Linked DNA regions of Sus scrofa: regions 1 and 2 are each linked to region 3. The links are chromatin contacts, called in public Hi-C maps. All regions are on one chromosome and are shown on one strand. The core of a region is the stretch at or near the end of the contact, and the rest is flanking DNA. Distances in the headings are between cores, read along the strand shown. Region 1 has its middle 340 kb from the start of KCNJ2. Region 2 has its middle 270 kb from the start of KCNJ2. Region 3 has its middle 120 kb from the start of KCNJ2.

Evidence for each region. A called contact is a pair of places that touch in the nucleus more often than the background predicts.
Region 1: a contact with region 3 is called in a Hi-C map of fetal heart ventricle, with 3 times the contacts expected there. The contact joins two enhancer-like sites. A contact is called at or near these places in 3 of 47 Hi-C or Micro-C datasets (blood, fetal heart ventricle and heart right ventricle) and 1 of 2 datasets of contacts at active chromatin or transcription factors (skeletal muscle).
Region 2: a Hi-C map of fetal heart ventricle shows a contact between it and region 3, with 1.8 times the contacts expected there. The contact joins two enhancer-like sites. A contact is called at or near these places in 1 of 47 Hi-C or Micro-C datasets (fetal heart ventricle) and 1 of 2 datasets of contacts at active chromatin or transcription factors (skeletal muscle).

The regions. Positions count from the first base shown.
Region 1 is chr12:10,019,254-10,022,210 of Sscrofa11.1, reverse strand. No RefSeq gene overlaps it. Among named protein-coding and RNA genes, the nearest start is that of KCNJ2, 340 kb to the left of the region's middle. Within about 2 kb of position 1,545, at least 3 of the 83 cell types and tissues checked have an H3K27ac peak or open chromatin away from gene starts, as enhancers often do.
Region 2 is chr12:10,084,715-10,087,414 of Sscrofa11.1, reverse strand. No RefSeq gene overlaps it. Among named protein-coding and RNA genes, the nearest start is that of KCNJ2, 270 kb to the left of the region's middle. Within about 2 kb of position 1,369, at least 2 of the 83 cell types and tissues checked have an H3K27ac peak or open chromatin away from gene starts, as enhancers often do.
Region 3 is chr12:10,234,561-10,237,330 of Sscrofa11.1, reverse strand. No RefSeq gene overlaps it. Among named protein-coding and RNA genes, the nearest start is that of KCNJ2, 120 kb to the left of the region's middle. Within about 2 kb of position 1,415, at least 3 of the 83 cell types and tissues checked have an H3K27ac peak or open chromatin away from gene starts, as enhancers often do.

The DNA of each region.
Region 1 (2,957 bases), core at 296-2,795, 220 kb after region 3:
GTCCAGGCTTCCCGAGGCAACCAAAATCTATCTTTGAGCAGATCCTTGTTGGGAAGTTTTACCTTCAGAACTGGAGGCGAAATGGTACACTGCATAGCCTGCTGTCTCTGCATGATCACGATAATAGCATCCTAGGATATTTTAACCACGAATCGGGCTTTCAGGAGCAAGACGGAATGTGAAGAGCAGGAACCAGGATTGAGTCCTGCGCACATGGGTGTGTAGGTTGTCCATATAGGGCTTCAGATGTGGTGAGATGCTGAACCTCTTAGCCCTTGGGATAGATCCTGAGTCGCCCAGGCACCAGGGAAGTCTCCTTTGTTTTCCCCAATGTATAGGGCACCACACACTTGGTACCCTTTGGCATTATGGAAAGCTCTGGCCAAGAGCACCTAGAACTGCACGGAGCTATAGTGAATGCAGAACCGGAGGAGGCATTCTCTGAGCTGAAGAGAGGTGACCATGGAATCTCTGAATATAGTTTCTATAAATTCAGAGGGAGGCATCCTTTGCACACATAAGGTGTATCCTAGGGATATAAAGGAGGCGACTATGTAATTTGGGTATCGAAGGGGGTGCCGTGAACAAAGCTGAGAATTGTGTGGAAATCGGGACTACCCTGGGAAACTGGAACACGTGCTCACATAGACGTGCAGCCCCTCCCCCCTCAGAACTCTCTTCCCAGGCAGAGATGTCTCAGGGGGTAGAGGGATGCTCTGCAGAAAGAGGGATGCTGCTTAAAGATCTAAAGTGTAGTTCATTAATTCTTGGAACCCCAGGTGACCCAAACCAAGGGAGAAGGAATAGCTTAATAGGATGAAAGTGGAAAATAAAAAATGGTGTCATCTCTTTGGCAATGAAATCTAACTGGCAAGCAGCAGAAATAAGACTGCTGATGGAGGCTCAGAGATAAATGAAGGGCTTGGGTTCCACGTGGACAAGTGCAAGAAATGCATTAGGAGGTTCCTGGCATAGCCGTGCATTTCCACCTTGCAAGTTAGCTTAGGGAGAGTGAGTTCGTGGCAGAAATATTCCTGTAAGGCCTTCGAAGTGCAATATCTTCCGCCCTCTGGTGGTTACATTCTTTTTTTCCACTTTTAAGTAAGGACCTGGCAATGAGGAAACCACAGAACGCGAAGGACAGGAATAATCGGGGTCCCAAGGATCACTTGACAGAACCATATCCAGGATGCCTTAAGCCTTAGTTAAAGTGTTAGGTTAGTCCTCAGACAAGAAAGGAAAACACTCCATTCATTTAGCAGGTTGCTGGGAAGTCCACTTTCTCCCCCCGTTTTTCTCTGCCACTCTCCAGGATCTTTTCCCTCGGCTTCTGTCATGAGAACACTTGAGAGATTCCTAAAATTCTGACTTCACATGAGGCGGCTCTGAAGTCCTGCGGCTTCTCAATCTTCTTCTTTTTCTTTTTAAATGGAAGTGGGGTTGATTTGCAATGTGGTGCTTGCTGAATCTCTGCAGTACAGCAGCGCGACGTGGCCATACACATATGTACGGTCTTTTTCACATTCCTTTCCATTGTGGTTTGTCCCAGAGGTTGCCTAGAGCTCCCTGTGCTGCATAGTAGGACCTCATTGTCTGTCCCTATGGAACAGCCTTTTGTGATTTGAAGGGGAATTTCTAAAAGAAATGAAACCACACAATGACATGAAAAGGGTGATGATACAGTAAGATATTGCATGATGCCTGGCCAGGATCTAACCAACTTGACTCTTTCCCTCTTTGGTGTGTCTGGGAGACAGAAAAAGAGCCTGGTCATTATCGTGGGAAACTGTCATTAAATTATGTCAAGTGCAAATAGTTATGGCTGACACAAACAAAGAACGGGAGTCCAGGAATAAACTGCACTTTAAAGACGATTAGATGTACTTTCAGCAACAGATTTTAAGGACCTAGATTCCACTGAATTAAATTTCCTTATTAAGATTATATATATCTATGTATATGATATATGTATCTATGAAGTCCTACATATATATCATACATATATATGCATATATGATTTTATCAGAACCCTAATATGTATGCATTATATATAACCGAGAGGTATATTACTGAAAAGATAAGATATTGGCTATTACATTTCTCGTTTGCAAAATATATTAAAATCCTTATATCCAGTCTTCACGCATAAGGGATCTATTCAAGAAAACCACCACCTATGTGACAAAAATATGCTTTGCGGGTGTGTTTTTTTATATGAAGCTATGTAGTTCCATACAATGCAAATAGTCTATGCTTAATACATATTTATGAATGAATTCAATAATGAGAAATCTGAAAAGCCTTATAATTTGTGCCTGGATTTCTCTGAAAAAAAAAAAAAGGTTCTGACAAACCACACCACATTCCTGATTTATTTTTTTTGAATATTGTCGGATGGGACCACATTCAGATTCAGAGCAGCATTAAGGTATTTTAAGAATTTTTCATAAGAAAATTTACATTATGTAAATCTCCAGTGTGGTATTCATTTCGATGGTCATTATACAGGGAAAGCTCCTGTGAATTAGTTACTTCAATCTTGATAGAAATGCCCTAATATTCTAAAATAACTGCCAAATGTGAGTTGAAAGCCCTGTCATTTTCCAGGGTGTTTTGTTGTCGTTGTTGTTGTTTGTCTTTTTGTCTTTTAGGGCTGCACCAGCGGCATATGAGGTTCCCAGGCTAGGGTCGAATGGGAGCTGTAGCCACTGGCCTACACCACAGCCACAGCAACTGGGGGTCTGAGCCACGTCTGTGACCTGCACCACAGCTCATGGCAACGCCAGGTCCTTAACCCACTGAGCGAGGCCAGGGATCGAACCCTCATCCTCATGGATGCTAGTCGGGTTCGTTAATCACTGAGCCACAATGGGAACTCTCAGGGTTTGTTTTAATTTAATTTTTATTTTATATTGGAGTATGGTCGATTTACAGTATTGTATAATTTCATGGGTACG
Region 2 (2,700 bases), core at 120-2,619, 150 kb after region 3:
TTTGGTTCATGATATTTAAACACATCATATGTAGGCCTGCAAGTGCTTTTAAGAGCAAAACCAATGCTCTTGATTTTTCATGAAGGAGTAAACAATTAAGAGATCTATTAATGCATACCTTTTGTCCTTTAATCTGTGAATTTAATACTGAACAATGGTATAACCTATAAAAAGTACTGAACAAGGAAAATAGGCTACTGAACTCAATTGTGTGTGTGTGTGTGCCTGGAGGTAATGCTGGAGGGAGTGTGGAGAAAAGGGAACCTTCCTGAACTGTTGGTGGGAATGTAAGCTGGTACAACCACTATGGAGATCAGTAAGGAGATATCTTGGAAATCTATACATACAACTACCATATGACCTAGCAATCCCACTCCTGGGCATATATCTGGACAAAACTTTCCTTAAAAAAGACACATGCACCCGCATGTTCATTGCAGCTCTATTTACAATAGCCAAGACATGGAAACAACCCAAATGTCCATTAACAGACGATTGGATTAGGAAGATGTGGTATATATAAACAATGGAATACTACTCAGTCATAAAAAAGAATGACATAATGCCATTTGCAGCAACATGGATGGAACTAGAGACTCTCATACTAAGTGAAGTAAGTCAGAAAGAGAAAGACAAATACTATATGATATCACTTATATCTGGAATCTAATATAAGGCACAAATGAACCTTTCCACAAAAAAGAAAATCATGGACTTGCAGAATAGACTTGTGGTTGCCAAGGGGGAGGGGGAGGGAGCAGGGTGGTTGGGGAGCTTGGGATTAATAGATACAAACTATTGCCTTTGGAATGGATTAGTAATGAGATCCTGCTGTGTAGCACTGGGAACTATGTCTAGTCACTTAGGATGGAGCATGATAATGTGCGAGAATAGAATGTGTGTGTAACTGGGTCACCATGCCATACAGTAGAAAAAAAATGGTATTGGGGAAATAACTATTAAAAAAATAATAAAAAAAAATTTGAAATGCTCTTAAAATTATTTTTATAAATAGAATATTCTCAGGAATTTAAAAAAATAATTAGAAAGTTTAACTCTTTCCCAAATGGCAAGTGAAGAAGGTAATGAGGACTTAAACTGAAAATAACTTATTAAGAAGGCTACTCCATTAAATCAATGGGGTAGACACCTTCTTCTCTCCAGGTACATCAAGTTGGCTACTATGGCAACAGCAGGGGTTGTAAAATGAATCAATTCTTATTTACAAAGAGCTGAGGGCAAACATACGTGGTCTTCTGAGTAAAAGGGTAAAGGACTTTTCTCTGCCACTCTGCTCATTCAGTTGGTAAACCATAGGTGACCTTTCCAGTGTGGCATCTCGGAAGACCTTATTTATGAAGTATAAGAGTAAAAATTTTCCAGAAGCACTCCCCGTCAGGGTAAAATGATCTGGGCTTGGAGAATCAGTGGAGAAATAGAAATGAATTAGAGGAATTGCAACTGGGAATTTATCTTAGTTGCATGTGTTCCTTTCATGGAGCATGACAATTGAATTGTTTCTTTATTACAGTAAAAGGTTATCTCTAATTTGTACTGATATGAAACCACGAGCAGTGTTCTGAATAATTTGCTAAATATAAGCTGTTGATAGGTGCTTTTGGGAACTAAAAGAAGGCTTCCTCTACTCCAAATATTTTGATGGCTCCCTCATTGGCTCGTTTCTCCAGATTTGCTCTGTCATTTGGTTCTGTTACCTTTGTACATACTGGGCTGATTCAGGGGAAACTGGCTCTGACTCCTCCTGTACTGAGCAAGCAGAACCATAGGGGTTTAATGATTTCAGTGTTTCAAGCAAGTGAGCTGGTTCACATACAAATCAAAATTTCATATAATCTATGATGGTTTTATTGCATGCTATTGCTTCAAAAGAAAAAAAAAAAAATCTTCCATCCCTTGGAAATGTTCCCTAATTAACTCGAAGAAAGGTGGTAAATCTGTCCACTGCATCCTGCCGTAATTTAAAAAATAAGAATAATAGAAAATAATAAATAAAATAATAAATCCTACGATCCTCGCTTTGCCTATCATCCCACAATACTTATTGACATATATTTAGGAGCATAACATCAATATGTGAAATAGGCAAAGAATGTCAATGTATAATGTTAATCCATAAGAATGTTAATGCAAAAGTGGTTTAAACTGCAGGCCAACAGCAAGCTGACTGTTACGCTAACAGAAGCATAAGAAGTACTACATATATCAGCACCCTCTACACAAACGAATCTCCAGAGAGGTGATTTTGGCCCTCAGGGGACATTTGCAAGGTCTGGAGAGTGTTTGCATCTGTATGGCTGGAGGGGGGTTGCTACTGACATCTAGTGGGTAGAGGTCAGGTATGCTGATAAATATCCTGCATGGCTCAGCACTGCCAATGCCTGACTCCAAGCCCCCATCAAGGAATCAAAGTATCTGGTCAAAAATGTAAATAGGGCCAAGGTTTGAAATCCTAAACTACAGGTAAGCAAACTTTTCCTCCTCTATTTCAGAGTGTTTTTGGTGTGTGTGTGACTTTGGGGGTTGAGAAGATTTAAAAAAAAAAAATTCTCTGGTGAACCGGTACAGCTGCTATGGAAAACAGCATGGAGGTTCCTTAAAAAACTAAAAATAGAGTTGCCATATGATCCAGCAATCCCATTCCTGGGGATAGATCTGGAGAAAAGATAATTTGAAAAGATA
Region 3 (2,770 bases), core at 166-2,665:
TTAAGATTCGGAATTAAAACCCCCCAAAAAGAGGGGGACTGGAAGACGTGTGATTTAACACAGTTGGCTAAAGGAATCTCAACTCAAGGAATTGTTAAATTGCTGGGGCTTAGAGGCTCTTTTTTACTTCTAGCTCTACATACCATGAAAATAAAGATACCCCCTTCAGGCTTACTTCCTTGTTGAGGGAGAGGTGTTTACGTTCAAAGTCATGGAGAAAATAGAGAGCACTAGACCTTCAACTCTCTGGTGTCCTCCTAGTTCTTCCACAGGAGTCGTGTGCTCTTCCTTCCTTCTGTAAAGTTTCTGGCTTCCAGGACAGTACTTTTACCACATAGAACACAGACTAGACACGGTACATAAGTTCCATAGGAGCACAGAATTAAGCAGTCAATATGGACTCAAGAGAGCGAGGAAAAGTAGTCACATATATGAAGTATAGAAGGGGCGTCTGGTCTTATGCGATCAACGTTATAAATAGGACTTTTCTTTAAACTTCAGCAAAGCCCTGGCTGTTATGACCAACCTAGAAGCAGAGAAAGATTATTGGATTTTAGAGTTTAGCTGTTAAGTACTGCAGTACGTGGAATGCAGCTTACACATATGTATAATTTGGGATTTTGTCCTAGGTAGAATAATGTTTTGAAGAAAATTTCAGTGTCATTAAACTTCATAAAGGCAAAAGGGATTCCAAAAACAAGGGTCATTTTCTTCCCCCTGGCATACAATCCCCCTGTCAAATAGAGGGAATCCATTGTTGAGCCTGTGAGTCAGGCGAGGGAATTTATTTGAGAGCTTGAGGTTGCAGAGGCAAGCGTGGACTTTTCAGGACTTGACATTGTGGCTCAAAGTCACTACAGGTGTTTGTCTCATTGTCTCTTCAAAGAAAGTCCCTGAATCACCTGCTATAGAGACGCATGAATTTTAAAATGTAGACCATGCTCCTGTGGTCAGAAGGCTTTCTTTTGGCATGCATCCCCCCAAATCCTGTAACCCTGGGGTCACGTCTGCTTGGAAATAGAACGTGTGTTTCACAGGGTGTGAAAATGCCATCCGAAACTGCTTTCTTAATTTTGCCCACCTACTTTTTTAAAGAGGGTGCTGACAACCCTGCAGAGGCAAGATTAACAGCGTGGGCTGGCAAGCCTACTTTCTATGGCTTTTTCATGCAGTGGTCATGCAGTGTGTTCACTCAAACTGAATTTTGCCTTTGTGTTCCCTACCAACCCTGAGAGGTCTGGGGAGCAAGAGGGTATCTGACATCTATTTATCTTTGTCAGTGGTTGTCATGGGAGCCAAGGTGATATTGACTTGAGTGAGGTCCTTTGAGGAGAGGTGGCGGGGAACTGGATATATCTGCTCGGTTCTATTTTCATGTCTCTCCACTGTTTGCCAGCAGGTTAAGTTTCTCCCACCTCTCTGTCAGCACTTCCCCAACCTTTTCCCTCCAGCAGTGCATCTGGTAATACCAAAGGACCTGGGGCTTAACTGGTGGTAGTGGTGACAACGGATATGGCAGAGAGGTACCCTTCGGTGTCCACCTGCTCTAGTGCCAAGTTTTTTTTTCTTGGGCTTTTAAAATGGATGTGGGGAGGTGGTGGTTTAGAAGGAGAAAGCTTGGTCTTTTAAAAGAATATGTTTAGAGTTCTCAAATGTGAGAGAGCAATAAAGGCAACAGACGCCAAACAAATGTACAATGGAATCCTGAAGGAAAAAGACTCAAAGGAGCCTGAGCAGCCTATTAGGACAAAAACTGGAGGCATAGGACAGCAATAGTTTATTGACCTATGGCTTTGATTTGACGTCTTTGAGATTTGAAAACTCTGATATGGCTTTATCCACTACTTCAGTACCTTGCTGGGAAAAAGTGAGACATGTACTTAAATTGAGTTTTTAGTTTTCAGTTCCAGCTTTGTAAATGAGCTTTCCAGTGCTATGTTTCCTGGGCTTAAGAATGGATAAACAAACACCCTCATTTTCTGAAAGCAAATACCTAAGATGATTATAAAGACAAAGACGTTCTGGAAGCATTCTGGGCTTATGGACACGCAGGTGTGCACGCGAATGCATTCACACCTGTAACTGCTCTTCTTTTCCTTCTTCCCCATCAAATTTTCATGCCTACTTCTAAAGTTTGAGTTCTTAATAGGCGCCAAGCACTATGCAAAGTGGGTTACCTGGCTCCTCTCAGTCTACACAGTCTGTATACCCATTTTACAGATGAGGCACTCAAGGCATAGAATGACAACACTGCTAACAATTGAAGTCCGTTTTTCCCAAGCCTATGCTTTGAAAACCATACGGTTGTCCTTCCCAGCTAAGAAGGCTAAACAGTAACAATTCATACCCCATTCTTTGCATTTATTTTCATTCATAACCACATTTTAAAAAATCTGATTTTTAAGAGATTGTTTTTATTTATTTATTTTTTGCCTTTTCTAGGGCCGCACCTGCAGCATATGGAGGTTCCCAGGCTAGGGGTCTGATCAGACCTGTAGCTGCCGAGTCTACGCCAGAGCCACAGCAACATGGGATCCGAGCCGTGTCTTCAGCCTACACCACAGCTCACAGCAACGCCGGATCCTTAACCCACTGAGCAAGGCCAGGGATCGAACCAGCAACCTCATGGTTCTTAGTTGGATTCGTTAACCACTGAGCCAGTTCGGGAACGCCATTAAGAGATTGTTTTTAAATGCATCCATTTATTAGTGAAAAAGTGGGGTTTTATCCAGACTCTCCCAGTGATGACTTTTACACTAATAAACTTCTT